Regions from separate parts of the Gossypium hirsutum genome. Here region 2 is linked to region 1. A link is a contact called in public Hi-C data. All regions are on one chromosome and are shown on one strand. Each heading gives the region's core, a stretch centred on a gene start, on an enhancer-like site or on the middle of the called end of the contact. The rest is flanking DNA. Distances are from core to core; before and after follow the strand shown. Region 1 has its middle 6.2 kb from the start of LOC121231904. Region 2 holds the start of LOC107952894 (protein CUP-SHAPED COTYLEDON 3).

Region 1 (7,231 bases), core at 1,966-4,465:
CAAAGAAAATATTTTGGTTAGCTTGTCAACCTACGTAAAGAGAGAAAGCCCTTGATACGGTCTTATACTAACTTGGCTGATATGCCTTGAGGCTTAAAAGTTTTGGCAATTGATGAAATTAGTTGCTCAAAAGTAAGGGTATCAACCTTGTATCAGAGATAAATACATTCTTGAGGAAGTCAACTATGTTTTTAGGGATTGTATTTTATTTGACGATAGATGATTTTTACAATGGCAAATATGATACCTTATGAAAAGCTATGAGAGTAGTCATCTTGTTGTGAGATGGTCATTCATACAATAGCTCACACATTTTGCGGACAACATTGGCATGAGTTATCTCGCGAACAGGCTAAACGTGAGAAGAATGGTGGACTGTCAGTTGACAAACTGTCGAGTGGACAACCTTTGGCGAACTATTTGGCAGACTGTCCAAATATGAATAGACGAGTGAATACACAAGACCCGAGTTGTCTTGCAAATCAACATGCAAGCTATGAGGCTGCGAACTATCCCGAAGCTTTTGATACAAGTTAACAAGTTGTCAACTTGTTTAGAGAATTTGTTAGATTATTTTATTTATCTTTAATTTGATAGGTTAATATAAATAGTGCTAACTAGACAGAAATTAGCCAATAAGTAATCCCGTGTACTTAGACTTGTCAAGTTGTAGTTGATAAATTTTCCTATTTAAAGTGTATACTTTGAATGTAAAAACAGTATTAAAAAACTAGTAATGAAAACAGGTCATATTTGATTGATAATTTGATATGTATATCTTTTCTTTCTTAGGCTAAAAACCAACAATTGGTATTTAGAGCCCGTCATCTTTGAGGGCCTTTGATTTGTTAAGACAGAAAGAAAGAACAACCTCTATTTCCTTGTTATTTTTGCAAAAAATATCTTCAACTAGCTTTACACCTCTTTCGCCATCAATTTTTAATGGTGAAAACTATCATATTTGGGTAGTCAAGATAAAGACCTACTTACAAACTTATGACTTATGAGAGGTTGTGAATGTAGATGTAGAGCCACCACCATTGCGAGCTAATCCAACGATAGCACAAAGCAGGTAGCATAATGATGATAGTGCTAAGAAATTCAAGGCGATGTCATGTCTTCAAAATGGTGTTTTTGATGTTATTTTTACTAGGATCATGGCTTGTGAGACCCCAAAGCAAGCTTAGGATTAGCTGAAAGAAGAGTTTCAAGGTACAGAGAAGACAAGACAACAACAGATTATCAACTTGTGGTGGGATTTTGAGAATTTGAAAATGAAGGAGTCTGAAACTGTTCAAACAATATTATGACAGAATCATGGTTGTTGTAAGCAACATAAGATTGCTTGAAGATAAGTTTCCTGATAGCAGGTAGTCTTTTGAATACATAAGACTCGCGAATACACAAGACGTAAGTTGTCTTGTGAATCAACATGCAAGCTATTACGCTGTGGACTATCCCGAAGCTTTTGATACAAGCTAACTTGTTTAGAAAAGCTATTAGATTATTTTATTTATCTTTAATTTGATAGGTTAATATAAATGGTGCTGATTAGATAGAAATCAATCAATAAGTAATCTCATGTGCCTAGACTTGCCAACTTATCAAATTGCAGTTGGTAAATATTCTTATTTAAAGTGTATACTTTAAATGTAAAAAGAGTATTAGAAAACCAATAATAAAAATAGCAAGTCACATTTGATTTCTTTCTTAGACTAAAAACCAACAAATCGAAGATGTTGGATAAGGAGTTGATCTTAGAGAAACTTATGCTTCTATTCTGTCATTACTTACCCTACAGCTGTGAATTCTTCTCATTGACTGAGTTTGCAAGTATCACCATCTATGAGAACTGCTATTAAATCTTCCGAGTTTAGTGCATCTGATATTGGTACATCAATTTGTATTGTCACACTAACTAGAGAGAGAGAGAGAGTAGGACCTGCAAGCTTTTGGAGTCTTGTGATATGACTTCTATAGGCTTATATGGAGGACTGGATTCTTGTTGCCCGCTCCTCATAATTAGGAAAATTAATTGTTAAATGATTATCTTTTGGGGTCCATGATGTTTTAGACTTTATGGTCATTAATAACTAGGAGTTTGTCATATTTGCATTGATTTCTCTTAAAATGAGATAAGAATTGTTCCAAGGACATTAATCATATTAGACTATGATACCTTTTCATTTATAGGTGGATAGCGTTCGTTAATGCATGCCTTAACAATTTGCTTCAACAATAAAAGCATGTCGTGTGATATTGGCCAGAATCTAGTTTATACTTAATCCTAAGATTTCTTCAGTATAATGCATTTGATCTGATTGCATTGTACTTTTTTTTACTATCTTGGATCAGCTGTGCTCGAGTATGCTGTTTATAGAAATATTAATGTGTAAATTGAATGTGAGGGTGATAGCATTGACGCATATGGACAAGTGTGCTGGTTTATTACTAGCTTCGGAACCGGTTTCTTATATTAAGACATTGCTCAATTGATTATTTATACATTTATCTGAGAACACTTCTAGTAGTGGTATGAACTCATTTGCTTTTTTATTGTATTGTAGGATGATTTGGATGGAATTCTATCCAAAACCATGTAAGGGAACTTAATAATTAAAATTTTGTTTGGACATGAATTGCTTGAATTATATGAAATTAAGCTGCCCTAACCAAAAGTATGACTAAATTAGCATCCAGGCAGCTTCCTCTTCCACTTCCGGCCAAAAGTCGATCCCTTTCGTACCATGGAAAACAGTAAGGTTAATATGCGTTAAATTTTTTTATTCTTCGTAAATTTAAAATTTAATCACTATACTTTTATTTCTTAAAATATAGTCATTCTATTTTTTCAGATTTTAAAATTCAGGTCCAACTTTAACACTATTAAAATTATTTTTTAATTTTAGGTTTGTTATGACATTATTTTTTTAGTTACATTATTATTAAATATTTTTTAAAATTTTAATGACCAAAAAAAATAACAATATTAATAATTAAATCTAAATTTTAAAATTTTAAAAATAAATAAATAAAATTCTTAAAAATAAAAATATAAAAACTAAATCCTAAATCTTTCAATACATAGACACATTTTAACCAAACAATAATGTAATTGGCTTGGCAGTTTTCATCCACGTGGATTTATCAATCATCTGAATGCTGACCACTAAGCACAACAACCCAGCCCAGCCCATGGGGCTGATGTCTATCTCCTCCATATCCAGCCAATACCATCATTTCTTGCAAGCTCACACTGGATCACAGCTCATGGTTTAGCCCTTGAGCGGTGGAATTTGGCTATTTGTATTTTATTAGTGCATCATCATAATCGTAATTAAAGTATAACTTATTTATTTAAGTTTTGATATATTAATAATTTTGAGTTAATATTTGATATAGTAATAATTTTGAATTAATATTTAATATATTAACAATATATATTTTTTAACTTCATAAATAAAATTAAAAAATTATTATATGTCTTTATATATATATATATTTAATACTTTAACATATTTTATGGGACACTTATCATCATTTTAATCTTATTTGTGAAGTTTAAAAATTTCATTAACAGTGTAATAATATTTTTTCCAATAACTTTTGTTATGAATATTTGGTGAGCATTTGTCAATTAATAGTATATATTTTTTTATCTCAAAAGTATTTTTAAAAAATTGACACGTGTATCTTTTTTTAGAAAATAATATACATTTTTAAGACACTTATCTACCCTTTAACCTTATTTATGGAGTGAAAAAAATACACCAATGTTGTACTAAATATTTTTCATGTATATTTGAATATAATCATGTATCCTTTCTTATGATATTTTCTTTTTTCTTTTATATTAATTTATATCTACTAATTAAAGTAAGGTGTTAGCCGTCTCTCATGATTTTTTTTATTACCTAAAAAATGAATTTGGATTATAATTAATTTGTTAGACTAAAATTCACATACGTCGAAAATATTTTGATAGAATTAGATATCTTTCCATTACAATTATATATAATAAAATTTAAATTTAGGCACTCAAGAATTTAAAGCTTTAATCTTTACCAATATTTCTAAACCTCCCTAACTTTTGATTGATAAGAGTTTATTTTCATTTTAATTAAATAAACTTGATATGAAATAATAAGTTGATTGGGTTATGTAATGCTTTCAAAAGTTCTCACGCCCTATTGGGTTTTTTAGGAGCAAATTAAATTAGGCAAAACATAGTTCAATGAACTTAGGACTCTATTTGACCACATAACATATAATCATCCGTGAAGCTTTTTAAAATATTTTTAGGGGATTAAAAATATAAAATACTGTAATTTCAAATTTAGATATAAATTGTGGAGTTTTTTTTTCTTTTTTTTAAATATACAACATGAAATTAAAAAGAAATCCCTATAAAAGAATATCAAAGATGACGAAAAGAAACAAGAATCATTTTGACTGATCTTATCAATCACACACGATGGCGTACAATGAATATTATACAGAAAGCCCTGGTGGAAATATGGTAAATAAAAATAAAAGGAAAGGCTATATAGGGATAATATTCTATTTGAGGTTAGATGACAATTTTGGAAGGCATCACCGTCAGAAAGTGTGCTAAATTACAATACAACAGCAGTTCTGAAAGCTCCCTGAACTCAAAGTGTATATTGCAGTATAAATATCATCTGCAATCTTCGAATCTCTTATTTAAATGCAAATATAGTCACACAAGGAAAAAATTCTGCTGTTTCTTAATATTTAGGAAATGCCTCATATATAGTGACATATTTATTATTATAATTAAGTCTTATGTCCTGTTGCTTTTAATTTACAATTACACGAAAAGAAACTGATCAGAGGATCCGAATAAACTTTTAAAAAATAATTTTTCTGACCTATGGCTCTAGTTAAAACAAATAAAAGGCTTAGACTGACAAGAGTGTAGTTAGGCGGATAAGTCTTTTTAATTTTTATTTAAGAAAGATTCTGTATTGTTTTTATGTTGTTGTCTTTGTGTTCCATAAATTGTTTTATTCTTTTTTCTATGTGCAGAGGGACCATTCTTGGACTGTTTGGGAGTCGACATTGCGATACGTATGTATGGACATACATAATATTATGTTTTACGTTTTGGAGTATGAAGCTTTTGTGATTTGTGCTGTGCCTCCTATTTGCACACAATAATAAAGGGAAAGATTATTTCTATGTATAAGAAAAACTCGATATATAATAATATATAAAGAAGGTATGAAGGGTATATCTACTTCTAGTGGGGTTGGATCGTGATCTAATTTTAGTCTCATTCAAGCCTATTTTACTATCCATATATGTAAAATATTATGAAATATATTAATATTAATGGAGAGCGATTAATTTACACTAATATAAAATTAAAGTAGTTTTATACTTTTTCGTATGGGAGTGAAGTCAATTTTTTTTTGAGAGGTGCTGGAATTTAGTTGTATATTTATGCAATAGCAAAAAATGTAATTTCACCATTTTAATCACTTTTATCTTTATAATTTTTAAAAGATTAAATTAAAATTTTATCATTTTTGAAGGTTGAAATGTAATTTTACTGTATATTAGTTTAAAAAAGAGTTTAAATTATAAATGGGCTAAAAGTGAAAATTTCTATTTTAAGGAGAGTCAAGGCCACTGCCAAATCTGGCACACTACTGCATTTGTATTTTTTTAGTTTTACACCAGTATAAATAAATTATTCTATTAATAATATATATTTTTATAATTAAATTTTATTACTCAAATTTGAGCTAAAACTAAATAATGAGAGTTAATAACAGGGATATACCTCAATTATTTCCATGCTTGAAATCACTCTATAAAGATTCTATGAAGGGGAGGGTTAATCAGCAACAGTTTGATTCTGAAGGAAGTAATTGCCTTGAGTAGAAGAAAATAAATTGCATGACAAGAAGTTGGGTAATTGATTAATTGTAGGTCCTGCCAAGATAAACATGGGGAAACATGGCTTTTGGATTAGGGGGTGATGAGTGTGTGGATCCCAGAGTTAAATCCATTGTGCAATCAAACACCTGCAGAGGTTATTGGTTTAATAGATCAAACCACATTATTTGTATTAAGAAATTAATTTTAATTATGGAAGATGGTGGGCCATTTTACATGTAGAGAATCTGAGATTGATTGATATATAAGGCTGTGAAAACGTTGTTAATTTTGTCATTTTGATTTTTTCAACAACCAACGCGGTACAAGACACGCGTCTTCTTTGTCTCTCTTAACATGTAAGATTCAAACATGTTTTTCTTAATCTGTATATAATAGTCAATGTAATTAATATTTTTCCAGTTCTAGCTAGAATACGTACTCTAAGTGGAAGTTAATCAGCTTTATTTGCCCTAGGATGTGAATCTTGAGCTGACAGACATTAAGAAGATCACTCTCACATCTTTACTTTCTTAGCTTAAACACCGCGGACATATATGTATGTATGCATCCTGCAGACTATTACTAGCGGTTGAATCTCATAGTACTGTCCTCCTCCTATATATCAAGAAATGGAGGTTAATACACATGTCAGATTTCCCAACACAAATATTTTTCGACAACGAATACTAAATGCAAAAACTTTATTATTATTTATTTCTTTTAAACATCGCAATAGTATGGATTATTGAGAAGCAAATAATACGAGGATGGGAGGGACCAATCTGATCCACGTAAAAGCAAAGGTGTTAATGGTAGGGTTGATGATATTGGACAAGTGGGTCTTTGAAGGTTGAAATAATTAGCAAACAAAGAAAAGTTCTTCATGTTTATAGTTATGCATTGGAATATTCTGTCTTTTTTTCTTCCATTGTTGTCTGCATTTTTGTGGTGATTGAAGAACAGTGGCGGTCCCCAAAGATTAAAATAAGAAAGAAGAAAAAGAGAAAGGGCAGGCGTCTTTTAACTCTGATCATCATAAATCACACGATTTCTCTCTGCAATTGCTGCTGCTGCTTCTTCATATTATATTATCCATAGAATTATCCAGCTGTCGACACATGAAGCATTCATCGCCATTAATTCAGTCGCATACGTGTCAAATCCTGCAAAATTATTAAACTTATTTTGTCACTAATACTTTTTTTCTTTTTTTTTTATTTTACCTCTGGAAAGGAAAATAACATAGAGGAAGTACTTATCAGAAAATAATACAAGCAATATTATTACACCCATTACTATAATTGCCTTCATAGGCACCGATGAA
Region 2 (7,231 bases), core at 3,183-5,682, 610 kb after region 1:
TCCTCTGTTACCATATCTGTAACTATTTATTTTTAACATAATAAGGTTAATATATGTTGTTAGTCCTTGTACTTCTACAAATTTTGATATTTACTCCTTTTACTTTAAAAGTTAAAATTTCAACCCTCTTACTTTTTCGATTTAAAAATCCTAATCCAATCATTATTGTTGTTAGTATTTGCTAAAATTTGTCAATTTAAAATGTTTGTCTTTTGCCAATCATATGCCACTTCACATAAAGGCAACTTAATCAACAAGCCAAATTGATAAATTTTGATGAAAACTACTAACAATTTTAATGGTTGAACTGACATTTTTTTAAAAAATAAAAAATAAAAAGCCTTTATTTTTCAACTTTTTAAATACAAAAACTAAAATTTAAATTTTATCAAAAGTATAAATACTAACAAAATATTTGAAGCATATAATAATGTTTCTCTTGATTCAATTTCACTTTTAATTAAAAATCATGTTGTTTAAAAAAAACTTTTTAGAAAATTGATTTACACCTTTTAAAATGGAAAGTCAATTTTTTAAAAAGAAAACTTATTCTTTGTTGATTAATAAATTATTTTCCATCGATAAAATCATCTTCAATGAAACAACCAAAAAAAACACGAAAAATATATAAAATAAACACACCCTTAAATTACTATTGGTTCGCAAAATAATCGAACAGACCAAAACCCACTTTTATAAACTGTCGCATCCTTCCCATAATGAGTGCAGCAATTATCCTCTAATGGCGAAAATGACCCTTCATCTCACCCTCCCACCTTTAGAAATTCACAAAGGGCAATATCGCCTTTTCATTAATGATTATTATATAAAAACATATTAATACAGGTTTATCTTATTATTTAAGAGTTTGATTGAGTTTATTTTTAATTGTTTGATACTTATAATTATTCGGATTTATATTTTTATTATACTATACTTGTTACACTCTAAAAAAATACAAATTTAATTGAATTTATGATACTTATCAATTGGATTGAAACTCAATTATGAAATTATCAAAAATTTATTCCTTTTGTGAAGTAATAAATATTTTAAAAAAATAATAATAAATATTATTTTAAACGCTACATATATTTTATAAGGATCAGAAGATAAGATCTGAAGAAAATATATATATCAAAATATTTACAATATTAATAATTATTATATAATTTTTTTTATTGATATTATAAATGTGAATATATATGTAGATATTATACTTAGTGTTCAGTCACATTAATTAATTAAAAATTAACATCATAAATAATGAAAAACGAGTTCCATTATTTCAATCCGACGAATGTTTCCTGTTGGAGACACCCGTGGTAGTGCAGTCTTCATCTGCTATCAAATACTATCCCCAATTATTAGCATCGAATGACACATGTTGTGACAAATATCTTTTGTCCACATTTTATATTATAACTATTTATTATTTGTCTTTCTCACATTACTTGTCCAAAATCTGAAAATAATTAATCAATCAAACAAACTGACAAACATATTTATTTTACGTAATTTTTTTTAATAAACAAATGTACCCATTTATATTTTAGTAAATTTGAATAATTCTGTTTGAAATTTTAATAAAAATTTTAGTTTAAAATTTAAATATAATGTATATCTTATAATATATATATATAAGTATTTATTGATGGATAATTTATCCATTGATAATGAAATTTAAAATAAATAAATAAAACCACTATAACCAGATTTAGGATGCTGTTAATTTTTTAATTTTAATTTATTATAAAAAATTTTGATTGGATGTTAAATTTGCTTGTAGGGTTTTTATTTTTAAAATTTCGCTTAGAGTGGATTGGATAATGACCTTTCATTGATTTATTCCATACCTATTTATTTATAAATTTGAAAAATGTGAATTTAGTGTTGATATTTTTATACATCTCAACTATATCATCATATCATATGAATCATAATTAATTTAAAATAAATTATTTAATTTATTGTCAGTAAAGTTTCTATGTCAATTTTTTAAAATTATTTGTAAAATAAAAAATATATATTATTAATGTACTAAATATTCACCCTTAATTTAAATGTAATATACATCTCACTCTCATAATTTATACAATATATCATATCTCAGTATATGTAAATAGTATTGTGAATACTAATATTCTAGTATAGATACTTCTTAAGAAAATTATAAACATTTTAAAGGAAAAGTACTTGGTACAATATCAATTGGAGTTTTTAGACTCCAAAAGTAGGATTAGGGATTGACAAATATCCTATAAAGAGTATAGTAAATATTAAAAATATGTATATTTAAAGAAAGATATATATGATAAATTTTTAAAGTTGCTTGTGAAATAAAGAAAAAGTACACTATAAATATACCAAATATTAATTTTTTTAAAAATTATTATTTGTTTTAGAACTTACATAATTTGTGGAGTTTTTAAACTAGACGAAAATGTAATATTCTATTAATGATTGTGGAATAATAATTTTGTGGATAGTATATAATTATATTATTAGAAAAAATGTAATAGATAAATTCACACTTTGTTTTTTAGTTATATCATTAGTGGACCCCATATGAAAGAAAAAGACATCAGGCCCACCGGGTTTTTGCTTTAGCAGCCATCAAAATTTTTGACTGATGTGATCAAAATTTAAACATTAATTTTGTTTTTTCAAATTATACAAAATTGCAGCAATAATTTTTTTTTATTTATTAATGATCATAGTTTCGCTTTGCTGTCTCTATTCTTGCTTACACCAATCAAATGGTTCACGTGGTCGGGGACATCAAGTTTTGTGAGCCCTTTCTTGTATTCATCCAGAATTATATACGGTCCCCCGAACCAGACCAATTAATTCTTATTCCCACGTATATCTTCAATATGATTATTCTCACGTATATATCAAAACTTACTATATTTTAATTAATCATGCCTAAATATGTTTATAGATTAAATCTGACCGATTTGGAGATTTAAGTCCGACTTATATAGGCCTTATCTAACTACCAGTTTTCTTTCCATCCAATAATTAATCTGCAAAAATTCTCCCATTTTCTTTTCCTTTTCTTTTTATTCGGTGTCCAGTGGACCAAAGAATAGCACACATATATACAGGATGTGCTGAGCAATTATACATATATATACAGGAGTATATTACAACTTTTTTTTTTTAAATATGAGCATATAATAAAATTATATATATAACCAGGGATGTTATTGAGAGGAAGACAAGATTTGAACTCTCAAATTTTTAAGATATTTTTTTAATCAATCAAAATTTGAGGAAGGATGGGTCTAAGTAAAGCTAGGTAAACTTAATGAACAAATTTAGAGTGTGGCAAGTATAGTAAAAAATATATAAATATATTTAAAAAATGTGATACTTGTCACACCCTCAATTTGCTTGTAGAGTTTAAAAATCTCCTTAAGCGATATGTGCTTTTTATGTACTAAAAGAAATTTGTAAAATTGTATTTGGTATCAACTAAATTTTTTAAGTTGTTAAATTACCCTTGCATCATGGTTGAAAATAATATCTTATACATTTTCTTTTGGTGAATTACAAGAGAAAGATAAAGTCTGATACATAATTTTTATTTCTTATAAATAATTTTTATGATATATGCAACATCAAACATAATTTATAATATTTGAAGATTAAGGAATATATATATAGATATGCAACCCTAAGCATATTTGTTTTTTAGATACTGAACCGCTTAACTTTTTACTTAATCTGATTTAGCTCGTACATTTTCAGCTACTTTTAAAAAGTTATTTGGACTGAAGCATCAAATAGGACTAATAATCTAGCTTAACAACTTATTTTTTGTTTAAATCTGTATATAATTTGATTCTACAATATATATTCTTAATTTCACTCTTAGTGTACATATATATATGGTCCCTGTATATAAACAGATAAAAATGGAAAAGCTAGGTTAATGAAACTTATGAACCATAAAAACTAGAATAGTCTTGAAAACAAAAGTAAATGATGATAAAAAGTAAATAGATTTCCATATATAAAGTAATCACTGAATTTCAGATATACTCTAGGTTTTGTAATAAATATATGTAGAGTATCCCAAGAGTATTTTTCTGATCTTGGGATATTAGATTACACAAAAATATCCATTTAATTAAATGACATAGATAAAAAAAGGGGTATTTTGGAGTGTTTCTCTAAAACATGCTTTGGATATTATTGTATATATTTTGCTTCCTCATAACCTAATAAACACCTCAGATGAATAAAGAAGATTTCTTGTAACTTTGGTTTTTCTTGAAACTTCCCAATTATAACTAACTAGTTACACAAGCATGGCCCCTTTCATGCTAGAATATTGTAAGAAATTCTAATTGGAAAAGGCACTTAAATTGTCCTATCCTAAACTATAGCTATATATTTATATACCCAATACTTAAAGCTTCCTCTCCCATAAAATATTTTCATGTCCCAAAACAAAGAAAATCATCCCACGCCTTCTTTTAGTTCTTTTGCATTCCATCTCCTACCTTAAATTTATTCTCTCATCTAATTTTCACCCCCCACCCTCCAAATATATCAAGAAAAATTCTAAAAAACAAAAACACTTCTCTTTTCTAATTTCTCCCATCACCCTTTCCCTTGTTAGCAACATACAAATGGGGCTGAGGGACATTGGAGCTACACTGCCTCCTGGGTTTAGGTTTTACCCCAGTGATGAGGAATTGGTCTGTCATTATCTCTACAAAAAGATTGCCAATGAGGAGGTCTTGAAGGGTACGTTGGTGGAAATTGATTTGCATACATGTGAGCCATGGCAGCTTCCTGGTATCTCTCTCCCCCTAAGTATATCATTTATACAATAATCTCTACTTTCCAGGGTTTCCCCTTTTAGGGGGTTAGCTTTGGAATCTTATTCTTTCACCGTTTTCTGTGATCCTATATCTTCCTCTGGATTCAACCTTTTGGCTAACTTAAAGAAAATATTAATCATTGGTTGATAATTAAAGTTGAAGCAAAACTAGAGCAGGGTCTCTTAGCTCCCGTTGTTAGTATGTTGTAGCATGTCTGTGACTGAAAGGAAAGACAATTATTGAGTTGTTCCCTGTAGGGTTCAAAGCGCAGGCCATCTGCCATGTTAGCCGTTAGAACTAATTTGAAACAGCAGACAAAACTAAACACGTTTGTTTTCGTGTAACAGGAGATAATGAGAGAGAGAGAGAGAGAGAGAGAGAGAAATATTGGGAAACGAAACACGGATTTTATTACATTACTCACACTGTCACAAACATACATACATACATACATATTATGCATATATAGAAGTCCATATACATGCAGTATATTTATCTTGCCAACTTTGTTAGTGATATAACTCCAAATCAAGTACTAATAATTTTTCTTTGGATGTGAATCCACCAATAATATTTAATTTAGTCATGTAGGTAAGGTTTGTTGTTTTTCTCTCTCATTTGTTTGGGCTTTTGTTTTTGTCACATTGCAAGAACTAGAAAAAAAGAAGAGATTTTACGCCCTGTGATTTGATTTCAATATATATACATTTAACTAACTATAGCCTAAAAAGTCATGGATATATATAATTATATATTCCTTAAAAACCAATTACAAGTGGGTGATTTCAGGTTTCCATTATTTTTAAATATTCTCTCTCTCTCTCTCTTTAATAGGGTTTTAAAAAATTGTATTTGTTGATTTAAGGGGGGGATCAAGTTTCAACTAGTTTTTGAAGTGAAAATTACATGAACAAGTTATAATTAAAATATTCTGCCTAGTTTATGTATATGTCTGCTAAATTGAAGTCCCGGCCCCCTAGAAATGCATCAAATCTTCTAGCTAGATCCTCTACAAATTAATTTTGCCAACTCTACGCCATAAAAAAACCCTAAAATTTGCATGTTTTCATGGTGGCTATTCACTAAAAGTAAACAAAGGGGTTACTTTTCCTTTCATGCACTTATATTAAATAGTGTCAATTTTTTATGAATATATAGTATTTTTTTAGTATAATTAAAGTATCTTTATCTTCACTTTTCGGTTAATAATTTTTTTTTTAGAATTTGTGACTTCTCCTTTAATGATATCATATTCAAAATTTAAACTTAATTTTTTTTATTAAGAGTGTAACATATTTATAGACTAAATTGGTGGCCATATCTATTTGACTCAATAGAGAGATTTTTAGGCTTTTATATCCTTTCAAATTGACAATCATTTGAATTTTTTCTAACAAACATGCCATCTAAGCTAGTTTTTAGTTGCTTGGATGTAAGAAAAAAACACAATTCATACCATAGTAGAGAAAGTTACATAAAACATAATTGTTAAATGTTGAGTGTAGTTTTGGGCTAACATGTGAGCTAAACAGAAGCCACTCGTTTTCCCTTTTGTCTCCTTCAATTCCTTTTAGCACTTAATTACTTTATTGACGCGTGGTGTTTTTTTTGGGTTAAGTGAAAATATATGCTTCTTTCAAAGATTGTAAAATAAGATAAAAGATTTTTAAAAAATACATGGAACAATATAGAAAATATTTTTATGTATAAATCTAAAAAAATTGTATTTATTTTTAAGAAATTTAATGAAGTCATACAAAAAGATTGCACTAAACTATTAGTTATTTTAGTTGAAAGTTTGTGATTATCTAGGATATTCCAAGTATAATAAGACAAAATTTTCCTTTGTTTCCTAGCAATTAATTAATTACTGTGGGTGAGTTTTTCTTCCCCACATCCAAAACACCACTTTTAAGTTTTGAATACAATAATTTTGTAAAGATTTGCTTTTATTTTCCCCTTAGCATGTAATGGCAGGCAAATCCTTTGCTTTCTTAGACATAAGTCTTAAGGTGACAAAGACTTACCAACACTCATTTAGTAATTAAAGTGAAAAGATTATATTTATGTTCATTGAATGCAAGCAAAATAAAATTACCCAATTTTGTTTCTTTGTTGATGATAATTTATTCTATTCTAACTCTATATTTATATAATCTTAACGGTCTAGGAAATAAATTAAATATTTATATTTTGTATATGCATGGGATATAATGAAATATGAAGAGGTGGCAAAGCTGAACGCAAACGAGTGGTATTTCTTCAGCTTCCGTGACAGAAAGTACGCGACGGGGTTCCGGACGAACCGAGCGACAACATCCGGGTACTGGAAGGCGACGGGGAAGGATCGAATGGTGATGGACTCAAGAACACAAGAGGTGGTAGGGATGAGA

What was found. Hi-C and Micro-C count contacts between places; a contact is called where the count stands out from the background.
Region 2: a contact with region 1 is called in a Hi-C map of leaf, with 2.6 times the contacts expected there. The contact joins the promoter of LOC107952894 here to the enhancer-like site in region 1. A contact is called at or near these places in 5 of 34 Hi-C or Micro-C datasets (anther and leaf).

What each region holds. Positions count from the first base shown.
Region 1 is chrA07:39,756,541-39,763,771 of Gossypium_hirsutum_v2.1, forward strand. No RefSeq gene overlaps it. Among protein-coding and RNA genes, the nearest start is that of LOC121231904, 6.2 kb to the left of the region's middle. Within about 2 kb of position 3,216, at least 2 of the 9 cell types and tissues checked have an H3K27ac peak or open chromatin away from gene starts, as enhancers often do. A contact at or near this core is called in leaf, where this site is marked.
Region 2 is chrA07:40,361,989-40,369,219 of Gossypium_hirsutum_v2.1, forward strand. It overlaps LOC107952894 (protein CUP-SHAPED COTYLEDON 3), which reads left to right and starts at 4,433. Exons shown (of 3, transcript XM_016888096.2): 1 at 4,433-4,812; 2 at 7,065-7,231. The coding sequence starts at 4,644.